2 separate regions of the Arachis hypogaea genome follow, and region 2 is linked to region 1. The links are chromatin contacts, called in public Hi-C maps. All regions are on one chromosome and are shown on one strand. Each heading gives the region's core, a stretch centred on a gene start, on an enhancer-like site or on the middle of the called end of the contact. The rest is flanking DNA. Distances are from core to core; before and after follow the strand shown. Region 1 has its middle 22 kb from the start of LOC112776346. Region 2 has its middle 2.8 kb from the start of LOC112779934.

Evidence for each region. A called contact is a pair of places that touch in the nucleus more often than the background predicts.
Region 2: a contact with region 1 is called in a Hi-C map of leaf, with 3 times the contacts expected there. The contact joins two enhancer-like sites. A contact is called at or near these places in 3 of 8 Hi-C or Micro-C datasets (leaf and an unstated tissue).

Annotation. Positions count from the first base shown.
Region 1 is chr19:139,241,848-139,247,033 of arahy.Tifrunner.gnm2.J5K5, forward strand. No RefSeq gene overlaps it. Among protein-coding and RNA genes, the nearest start is that of LOC112776346, 22 kb to the left of the region's middle. Within about 2 kb of position 3,249, at least 3 of the 3 cell types and tissues checked have open chromatin away from gene starts, as enhancers often do.
Region 2 is chr19:139,488,691-139,493,876 of arahy.Tifrunner.gnm2.J5K5, forward strand. No RefSeq gene overlaps it. Among protein-coding and RNA genes, the nearest start is that of LOC112779934, 2.8 kb to the right of the region's middle. Within about 2 kb of position 2,086, at least 1 of the 3 cell types and tissues checked has open chromatin away from gene starts, as enhancers often do.

The sequences.
Region 1 (5,186 bases), core at 1,999-4,498:
TATAAATCATTTACAATAAGAGAATATAGATAATATATATTATAATAATAGTAATAATTATAATAATAAGGTTTAAACCTACTTTATTATATTAGGTTAGATAAAAATTAAACTATTTAAATAAATAATTCGGTGTTTAGAAGTCAAGCATTAGAATAATTTTTTAGAAAGTGTTTAATATCATAAATTCATAATTATGTAATTATGTGAAGGATTTATGTTTTAAACTATATTTTTAAATTAATTGGCTTTAGATTGTCTATTTTTAAATCGTTCATTCATTTTATATAGTTATAATTTTTAAATTTTTTTATTCTAATTATTCATTTTATAACGAGTACAACTAAAAGTTTAATAACAATTTTAAATTAAACATTTTTATAAAATTTTAAATTTTTTATTATAAGCCCTTTTTTGTAATTATTATAAATAATTTTATAAAATTTAAAAATTGTTTAAAAGATGTTATGATGAGCACTATAAAAATTTGTAATGTACTCGTTACTAACCTATACATACTAAAAATTTTTAAACTTTAGTAAATCGGATTTCATGGATTCGATTGATGAAATTCGCGTATTTTGCACATAAATCGAATTTAATCGCTGCGAATTACATGTATCTAGGTATGCATGCTATATCGAATTTGATAGGGCCGATTTATCTTGAAGCAAACTTACATCCATACAAAATCGAATCCTGTCAATTCAATTTACCCTCATCGTTAGTAATTCGGATTTCATCCATTTGATTTACTACTTGTATGCCTAAATCGAGTTCTATTAATTCGATTTATATAAAAATATGCTCTGAAACATGCACGTAAACGAATTTTGATTTGGGATTCACGTAAAATCCATCTCCCTTTGGTTTATGGAGATATTTTACCCTAAAATAAAATAATATATCAAAGACTAATTAATAGATAATATTTATACTGTAAAAGTATTTTTTTATTTTTAATATATTAAACAAACAAGTGTTTAGTTATTTAATTTTTATATTTTTAACTAGTGATTTTAGAATATGAATTAGTTAGATAAATTTCTTTTAACTAACCTATGTTTAGTCGAATGGTAAATCCTTAGATGAAGCTCATATTCATGATGGATTACTCTTTGATTGGCCGAACAAAAAATACTAAAACACTCAAGAATATACTTTTTTTTATTATAATTATATAAAATTTGATTTTGTATTAAATTAATTATTATTTTTAAATTTTAATAACTCATCAATTAGTTTATATTTATTATGCTCTTCAAGTATTTATAAAATAAAAAAATAATAATAATCATTAAAACAAAAAATATGTTGTAATTAATAAAAAAATTATTTTTTTAATTTTTAAATATAATTTAATTTTATTTGTGTAATACATTTAATAGAAAAATATCATGTATTTTTCTTTTAGTTTGACTGAGTTTTATCTAATTATTTCAAGTTTGAATGAGTTTTATCTGACTTGACCGGGTCAGTTTTAACTGATTTTGATTATTTTTTATTAAATTTGACTAAATTTGATTGGATTAATTGTTATCGAATTTTCAATTCGACAAAATGGGTCGGCCTAGGTTGGATAACTATGGCCTAATGACAAGGGAATGACCCATTGGACAAATAGTTTTAGGCCAGTATTAAAGATTTGGGCCACTAATTAAAAGAAATTTGTATAACCATTAAGTTGTGAATGTGGATGCGGCGTAATAAGGTGTTTAATCCCTTATATAGGTTAGATTATCTCAATGGAGAGAAAAATTCTTTCAACTGGAGAGTAGTTTAAAACTTCAAGTTCTGTTTTTCAAGAAAAAACTTGTTCTTTTATCATCTATATACCCTTTATCATTAATCTTTCGAAGATCATACACACATCTTGCCCAACATCTCTATGATCTTAACTTGCTTTGATATGTTCTCACTACTACATTCACAATATAACAATGTCAGTTTCAAGCCTGAATTTCTTCATCTTATTTTTTCTATCCCTTTTCTTTATCATAGCTTCCACAACTATCCTAAGTCAACGTCTTTATCTTGACCTATAAATATTCTTTTCAAACACATCAGAACAATATCTTCAAATCCATCCCAATTTTTTACTCATTAAGTTTAGTATATACCACCTGCAATTGAAACGCTTCTATACACCGTTACTATGTCTATCCAGTACAACATGTCTAACAACAATGACATTAATCCAATAGAGGGAAAGACCATCAGCATTGATCTAAACCAGAGTCCCGGATATAAAACAGATTTCTTAAACATTGTTGAAAAAATCATTGCTGAAAAAGAGGTAAAATTCAAAGTGTGCAAAAATACCATCTTAGGAATGTGAAGTAATTCGAAAGGAGTAGCTATCACTAAAGTGAAAAGAAATGAGGTGCTCATTAGCTTCAAAGATGGAAACAAAGGTAAACAAATGCTGGAAAGTGGACTTTAGAATGTTAGAGCAACCTGATCAACCTAAAAGTTTGGCTACAAGATGAATCCATTTGGGATGTCAACCATGATCACATGGAATTCTGGATACAACTCCATGGAGTGCCTTTAGAATATTTGAATATGGAAGTAGCCAGGGTAGTGGGAGGCATGATTGAAATTTTATCAAAAGCGAAAGAATCGCTTGTGAAAGGTGCACTTATGAAAATTTTCTTTGATTTCGAGTAGTTATAGACGTAACAAAACCTCTTTAGACATGGTTTAGGTTCAAGAGAAGGAATGCTCCAAAAATCTGAGTTAATTTTAGGTATAAGAGACTCTAATACTGCTTTTGTTTTAAGTGTGGTATTATAGGGCATGACATGAAGAGCTGCAACAAACCTATGAAGATGGCTATTTGGGATGAATCTAAGCCAAGATACACTGCTGATCTTGCAACACACAGTGTTAGATCTCTAGCTCTAAAAGAACTCGAGAAAAAGGAGAAAAGTTGGGAACAAACCCAGAATGAGTTGAACATGACGCATGCAAACACAACAAAATCAAAGGAGAGTAAAAAAGGAGAGAGAACGGAAGAGAGTGGAAATATCCAGCGGATTAAAGTTGTGTTTGATGAGGAGGTGGTTTCTAGAAGGCAACTGCTACAAGAGATAGAGGGTAAGGATGGCAAAAAGAAAGATGGAGAGGATGATTTAGTCCCATCAGTAAAAGGGAATGCAGAAAATTTGGATATTAGCATTGTCAATGTAATGGACAGCATTATCAAGGATCTATGAGAAAGAAAAGAAAAGAAGAAAAAAGGAATAGAAGAGCTACAAGGGAACAAGAAGGAGAATAATAACCCTAAACATATTGGGCCTACCATCCCAAGAGCCCAACTCGAAAAAAAGAATAGGGACAGATAGGAGAATCTTCACCAAAAGAAAGTAAAATAGAGATAATGGATCCTTTTTCAACAATGGGCTGGAACCAAAGACAAGGAATGAACCAAGAAACAGAGGAGAATTCATGGATCAACAATTTCTCTAAATAAATTTAGCAAGGAGATATCAATAAAGAAGTTTTAAAATACTGCACACTAAGTCTATGGCATAAAAAGAACACCATGCTATTGAAGACTATGTTTGTTCATGAAGAAGGAAATAATAGGGAGTTAGCACTAAAAGGTTTATGGAGCTTGAGGGACACAAAGGGAAGTTACAAAGGAACAAGAAAAAAAAAGAAATAGTAGAGTGTGATTACTATGTTGAATTGGCATAAGAAGAGGACGAAATTCCAGATAACAGAGGCAATAATGAGAAAATCCTAAAGATATGGGAGGATAAATTGAACAATCAAGTCAAAGAGGGGTTGAATTTGAAGAGAAAGAGAGCTCAGAAAGAACAGTTGATGCTGACTGAAAACACATGGGATGGTATGGAAGAAGTAATGATGAAAAAAGAGAAGAGGGCAAAGGAATACAAGATGGAATAGGGAGATGCAACAAAGAGGGTGATGAGCAGATATTTTATACGCTTTTTGGGGTTAATTTCATATAGTTTTGAGTATGTTCTAGTTAGTTTTTAGTTTATTTCCATTAGTTTTTAGGAAAAATTCATATTTCTGGACTTTACTATGAGTTGTGTATTTTTCTGTAATTTCAGGTATTTTTCTGGCTGAAATTGAAGGAGCTGAGCAAAAATCTGATTCAGGCTGAAAAAGGACTGCTGATGCTGTTGGATTCTGACCTCCCTGCACTCAAAGTGGATTTTCTGGAGCTACAGAACTCGAAATGGCATGCTTCCAATTGCGTTGGAAAGTAGACATCCAGGGCTTTCCAGCAATATATAATAGTCCATACTTTGCATAAGGATAGATGACGTAAACTGGCGTTCAACGCCAGTTCTCTGCCCAATTCTGGCGTCCAGCGCCAGAAAAGGATCAAAAGCTGGAGTTGAACGCCCAAACTGGCACAAAAACTGGCGTTCAACTCCACAAATAGCCTCTGCACGTGAATTGCTTAAATCTCAGCCCAGCACACACCAAGTGGTCCCCAGAAGTGGATCTCTGCATCATCCATCATAGTTTACTCATTTTTTGTAAACCTAGGCTACTAGTTTAGTATTTAAACAACTTTTAGAAACTTATTTTGTACCTCATGACATTTTAGATCTGAACTTTGTACTCTTTGACGGCATGAGTCTCTAAACTCCATTGTTGGGGGTGAGGAGCTCTGCTGTGTCTCGATGAATTAATGCAAGTATTTCTGTTTTCCATTCAAACACGCTTGTTCCTATCTAAGATGTTCATTCGCGCTTAACTGTGATGAAGGTGATGATCCGTGACATTCATCACCTTCTTCAAACCATGAACGTGTGCCTGACAACCACCTCCGTTCTATATCAGACTGAATGAGTATCTCTTAGATCTCTTAATCAGAATCTTCGTGGTATAAGCTAGAATTGATGGCGGCATTCATGAGAATCCAGAAAGTCTAAACCTTGTCTGTGGTATTCCGAGTAGGATTCAAGGATTGAATGACTGTGACGAGCTTCAAACTCCTGAAGGCTGGGCGTTAGTGACAAACGCAAAGGAATCAAGGGATTCTATTCCAATCGGATCGAGAACCAACCGGTGATTAGCCGTGCTGTGACAGAGCGCGTGAGCATAGTTTTCACTGGAAGGATGGAAGGTAGCCATTGACAACGGTGATCCACCAACACACAGCTTGCCATAGGAGGACGCGCGTGCGTGAACAAGAAGAC
Region 2 (5,186 bases), core at 836-3,335, 250 kb after region 1:
ACAGGGCATGGCAAAAGAGCCAACGGTGGCCTTCCATTTGGCAAAATCAAACCCCTCCTGGTTGGACCCCATCACAAATTTCCTGGAACGTGGCAAACTACCTGACGATGAGAGAGCAGTCAAAACACTGAGGAGGGAGGCAACCAAATACGCAATCATACAGGGACAACTATTCAAAAAGGGACTCAGCCAACCCCTATTGAAGTGCTTGCATCCCGACCAGACGGACTACGTACTTAGAGAAGTTCATGAGGGATGCTGCGGCCACCACATCGGGGGCAAAGCCCTAGCAAGGAAGCTAATCCGAGCTGGGTATTACTGGCCATCAATGATGAAAGACTCCGGCGAATTTGTGAGAAAATGCGTCAAGTGTCAAGAGAACGCCAACTTCTACAGAGCGCCGGCTTCCGAGCTGAGACTACTGACGTCCTCCCGACCCTTCGCACAATGGGGAGTCGACCTATTGGGACCCTTTCCAGTCGGCCCCGGACAAGTCAAATACCTCATAGTCGCCGTTGACTACTACACAAAATGGATAGAGGCTAAACCACTGGCTAGTATATCGTCAACCAACTGCAGAAATTTCATGTGGAGGCAGGTGATAACGCGGTTCGGGATCCCGGAAGTCGTCATCTCGGACAACGGAACGCAATTCGCCGACAAGAAATTCACAGAGTTCTTCACTGGCCTGGGCGTAAAACAGAAGTTCTCCTCGGTGGAGCATCCCCAGACGAATGGGCAGGTTGAGTCTGCAAACAAAATCATCCTGCTAGGCCTTAAGAAACGGCTAGACAGTAAAAAGGGGGCATGGGCCGACGAACTCGCCTCCGTTCTATGGTCCTACTGCACAACCGAGAAAAGCTCCACAGGCGAAACACCCTTTCGTCTGACATACGGAGTTGATGCAATGATACCAGTAGAGATCGGCGAGCCAAGCCCGCGATTACTCCTGAAAGGAGTGGAAGAGGCGGTTGAGAAGGACCTAGTGAATGAGGCCAGGGAAATAGCTCACTTGTCGGAAGTAGCACTGAAACAAAGAATGGCGCTGCGCTACAACACCAAAGTGCTCAAAAGGGAGTTTGAAGAGGACGACCTCGTCTTGCGACGCAACGACATAGGGCCACCGACACCAGGAGAAGGAAAGCTGGCGACAAATTGGGAAGGTCCTTACAAAATCAAAGAGGTGCTTGGCAAAGGCGCCTACAAATTGGAAAGGCTCGACGGCAAGGAAATCCCGAGAACATGGAATGCAGGTAACCTGAGAAGATTTTATTCGTAGCTCAGGCACACTGGCCAAGCGGCCTGATAAGCTATATAGCCCATTGTTAATTCCCAATGGTTTATTTTTATCAAATATCTACCATGTTCATAAATTTGTTTAGCTAACGACTAATGCTTACTTATTTGAATCCTCCAATCTACTATCTCCCAATACGAATCCCACACCATCGCGCTCGTAAACGGCAACCCGGGATTGATCACCCCGGGAAGCCAACTGAACCATAGCCATAACGAACGGCCGTGATAATAAGACCATAACAGTTTCAATCGAGTTACCTACGTGAACGGCAAAACATACACAAGCAATAAGTTCGCCTCAAAAAGACGGTAACAAAATACAAACGCTACCAAGCAAGATAAAGGCAATAACAATAAGCCGACCAGGCGACCAATAAAGTATAAAGTTAATAGTTGCAACAAAGTATTCAACAAACCCATACAAAAGCCAAAGTTACAAGAGTTCATTTTCGGTGTCAACAATCTTGCAGTGCTGGATCGTTTTGAAGACCCCAATAGCCGACGTATCGAAGTCTGGAGCCACGATCTTCACCTGAGCCTTCAGAGCCTCCTCGGTCATGAAGATCGCATTCTTCCCTTGCTCCTTCGTCGCCTTGTGCTTCCTCTTAAGCTCGTCGACCTCGGCTTTAGCAGCTTTAGCCGACGAAACGGCCTGGTCGCGTTCCTTCTCCAAGGCTGCCACCCGACCCTGCGCGGCACTCAGCTGGCTCTCTAGGGTCATCTCCCGCTCGGTTAAATGGGACACAGTCTCATCGGAAGCCTTCAATTTCTCCTCGGTAGACTCTGTTTTCTCCTCAGCAGCCTTGAGCTTTTTCCCCACCTCGGACAGCTGCCCCTGAAGCAGCTCGACTTGCACCTTGAAGTCATTGTTCGCCTTACCAGAAGATTCAAGCTTTCTTCGAAGAGCCTGCATTTCCGACAACTTGAACTCGGCCTTCTGAGCTATCACGGCCCCACGGAGCAGCGTCCGATACATCCACCTCGCCTACCCCGCCAGGTCGATGCCAAGGAAATGTTCCTCCATGCCAGGGATCAGGTGGGAGTCGATGAAAGTCCCAGCATCAAAATTTTTCTCCATCACGATAAAGGTTCCTTCCGGGCTGGCAGATGCCCTCCGCCTCTTAGGAGTATGAATAAGTTCCACATCATCGTCATCTTGGCGGGTAGAGGACGAGTGTCCGGCAATGGCCGCCTCTTCGGGAGTGGGGGAAACCTGCACCCCGGCCGAATTCATTGCGGTATCTTGGGGAGAGGGCACGGCCTGATCCTTCTTCTCCTCGACAGGATCTTCAGACTTCCCGTCGACCTTCTCGTCCGTCTTCTCCTCGTCACTATCCTCTAAAAAGGTCTTAACCAAACCCTCGAGCCCTGTCACTGAAGCAGACATCTCTACTACAACAAAGAAACAAATGCGTCATTCGTGAAGTCGGAAAAAGCAAATTAAATGATAAGCAACACAAGAACACAAAGGCAAAATAGCTCACAAATATAATTCCGGGCGACCTCCCGGTCACCCATAAGGAGGTGTGGGTTCACGTGGTTTTTTTCCGAAAACCGCGAACAGCACGTCGGCAATCCTCTTATTTTCAGGGGACATCACCTTGTAGGTCACCTTGATGAAAGTATTAGACCCCGCCCCGAAGCTCCAATACGTCGGGATGAGGCGTTCACCCTCTAGCGACAACCAAAAAGGATGACGACCTTTGACGGGACGAACCTTGAAATACTTGTCTTTGAACCCATGGTAGGAGTCCTCGAACAAGCCAAATATCCTCCGACCTTGGGCAGATCAGAAAGACAGGAACCCTTTCTTCGCTTTCCCCTCCTTGGAAGGGTTAGTGAGATTGAAGAAGAAAAGAAAGACATTCACCGATACCGGCAGCTCGAGATATTCACAACCCATCTCGAAACAATGGATAGAGGCCCAGCTGTTCGGATGAAGCTGCGATGGCGAGACGGATATCCGATTAAGAAGCGCCATCTGGAAGTCGAAAAACGGCATGCGAACGCCCACCTGGGTGAACATGGCTTTGTAAAACCAAATCCAGTCGGCAACCCAGGGGGAGTGAAAATTGATCTCGTACAGCCGCTCATGGGGGGCAGGAACGAAGACGTCATAGTTGGCCTTCTCGTCTGTCCCTCTGCAGAGATACTCGGCTTGTCGGAATTCGGTCAACTCCCCTCGTCCATCTGGTTCAGGGAGTCCTTCAAATCGGAAACAACCCAAGCATAGGGGTCGTAACCCGCAGCAGAGGTGGAAGCCCGTGAAACGACGCGAGGCATACCTACAGCGGGGGTACCACTCCGTTAGTCTATGAGGTCGGGAATCCGGGAAAAACCCAGGAACTACGTCCATTCTATTCAACAGTTAAGATCAAGCATGGCTACATATATCTATCATGCAAGCTACCTAAAAGCCTACCCTGGAATGGTACCCTTCCCCTAATGCATCTATCTGGCACTAGAACACCATCTACCAACAAAATCAAAGACCAACAACAGCAAAAATGCAGAACAAACACAAGCAACAAACATACAGCAGTAAAGCACAGGAAGGCAAAAATCGAGAGTTACCTGAATTGATTGCAGGAGCTTAGGAGGGAAAGGAGAGGCACAGGAAGGCTCGAACGAAGTCTTGGATATCAGGGAGTGAAGAAGATGAGAGTAGCAAGAATGGGAGAGAGAGAGAAGGAAGAAACTATTTAAAAACCGCTACACAAAGCGCGAAAGGGCCAGGGGCAAAATGGTCTTTGCGCGCAGGGTTTTGCAACTCATTATGAGCATTTAATGCTCAGCGCAAAGAACGAAGCGACGAACGGTCGTCTCAATAACCAAGAGACACGCGCGTAGGGGGCACGTCCTTCCCACGGGTGGCCGACCTGACGACAACGCACGGAACGAGAAATAACACGCCACTAATAGCTTTCACGACTATTACTGGCGCGTGGGGGCACTGTTGCGGCCTGGCCCAAACCCTCTACGGGTTGGCCCGACCCGGGCACCACCCGACCCAAACGGTCAGGGGCAGGGCGCCTTGCAGCCGATTCGGATACGCGTCCCTGACAGCTCACCTACAGCTGTGAGGAGAACGCCTCGAAGAAAGTGGGCCTGTCCTTGCAGGGCCCACCTCTGACACGGTATATAAGGGGAAGGTTTTACCCTTCCCCCAAGGTACGACACGCACATTCTACCCCCCTTTTTCGCCTGCATATTTACTTACTAGAGCGTCGGAGTGTCTTTGCAGGTGACACCCCCTTTCCACGCGAAGTGCTCGGGACCTCGACTACGTCTAACCGGCAACCCACGACCAGACGAGGCCCCATCACCAACCAGGATACCAACCCGAACCATCCGGTACCCGACTTACCGAACAGATTTATATGTAAATACCTAAAAATCGAGTTTGTCCTATTCGATTTATATAGATCTGTTTAGGACATGTATAAAACCAATTTCTATTTAAGACATCTGTGCAATTTTAGTCTCTAATTAATTTATTAATATAAATTATCCTTATTTTTAAATCCAATATATATATATATTTTTTTAGTTTTATTTTCTCATAAATTCACTATTCTTTTAAACTTTTAATGATTCATTAATTACTTTGTATTTACTGAAATCTTCAATTTTTTTATAAAAAATAAATGATCAAAATCATTAAATTACAAAATACTAACAAAAATTATTTATCTTTTTTAATTTCTGAATATAATTTTACTTTACTTACGATTGCATATTTAATACAAAAAAAAATAAAGCATATCAGATAATAATATTTTAATTCCTGAATATAATTTAATTCTTTATTAACATGAAAAAATTAAAATATAAAAGTAAATAATATCATTATTAGCATAAATAATAATAATGCAATAATTAAAATT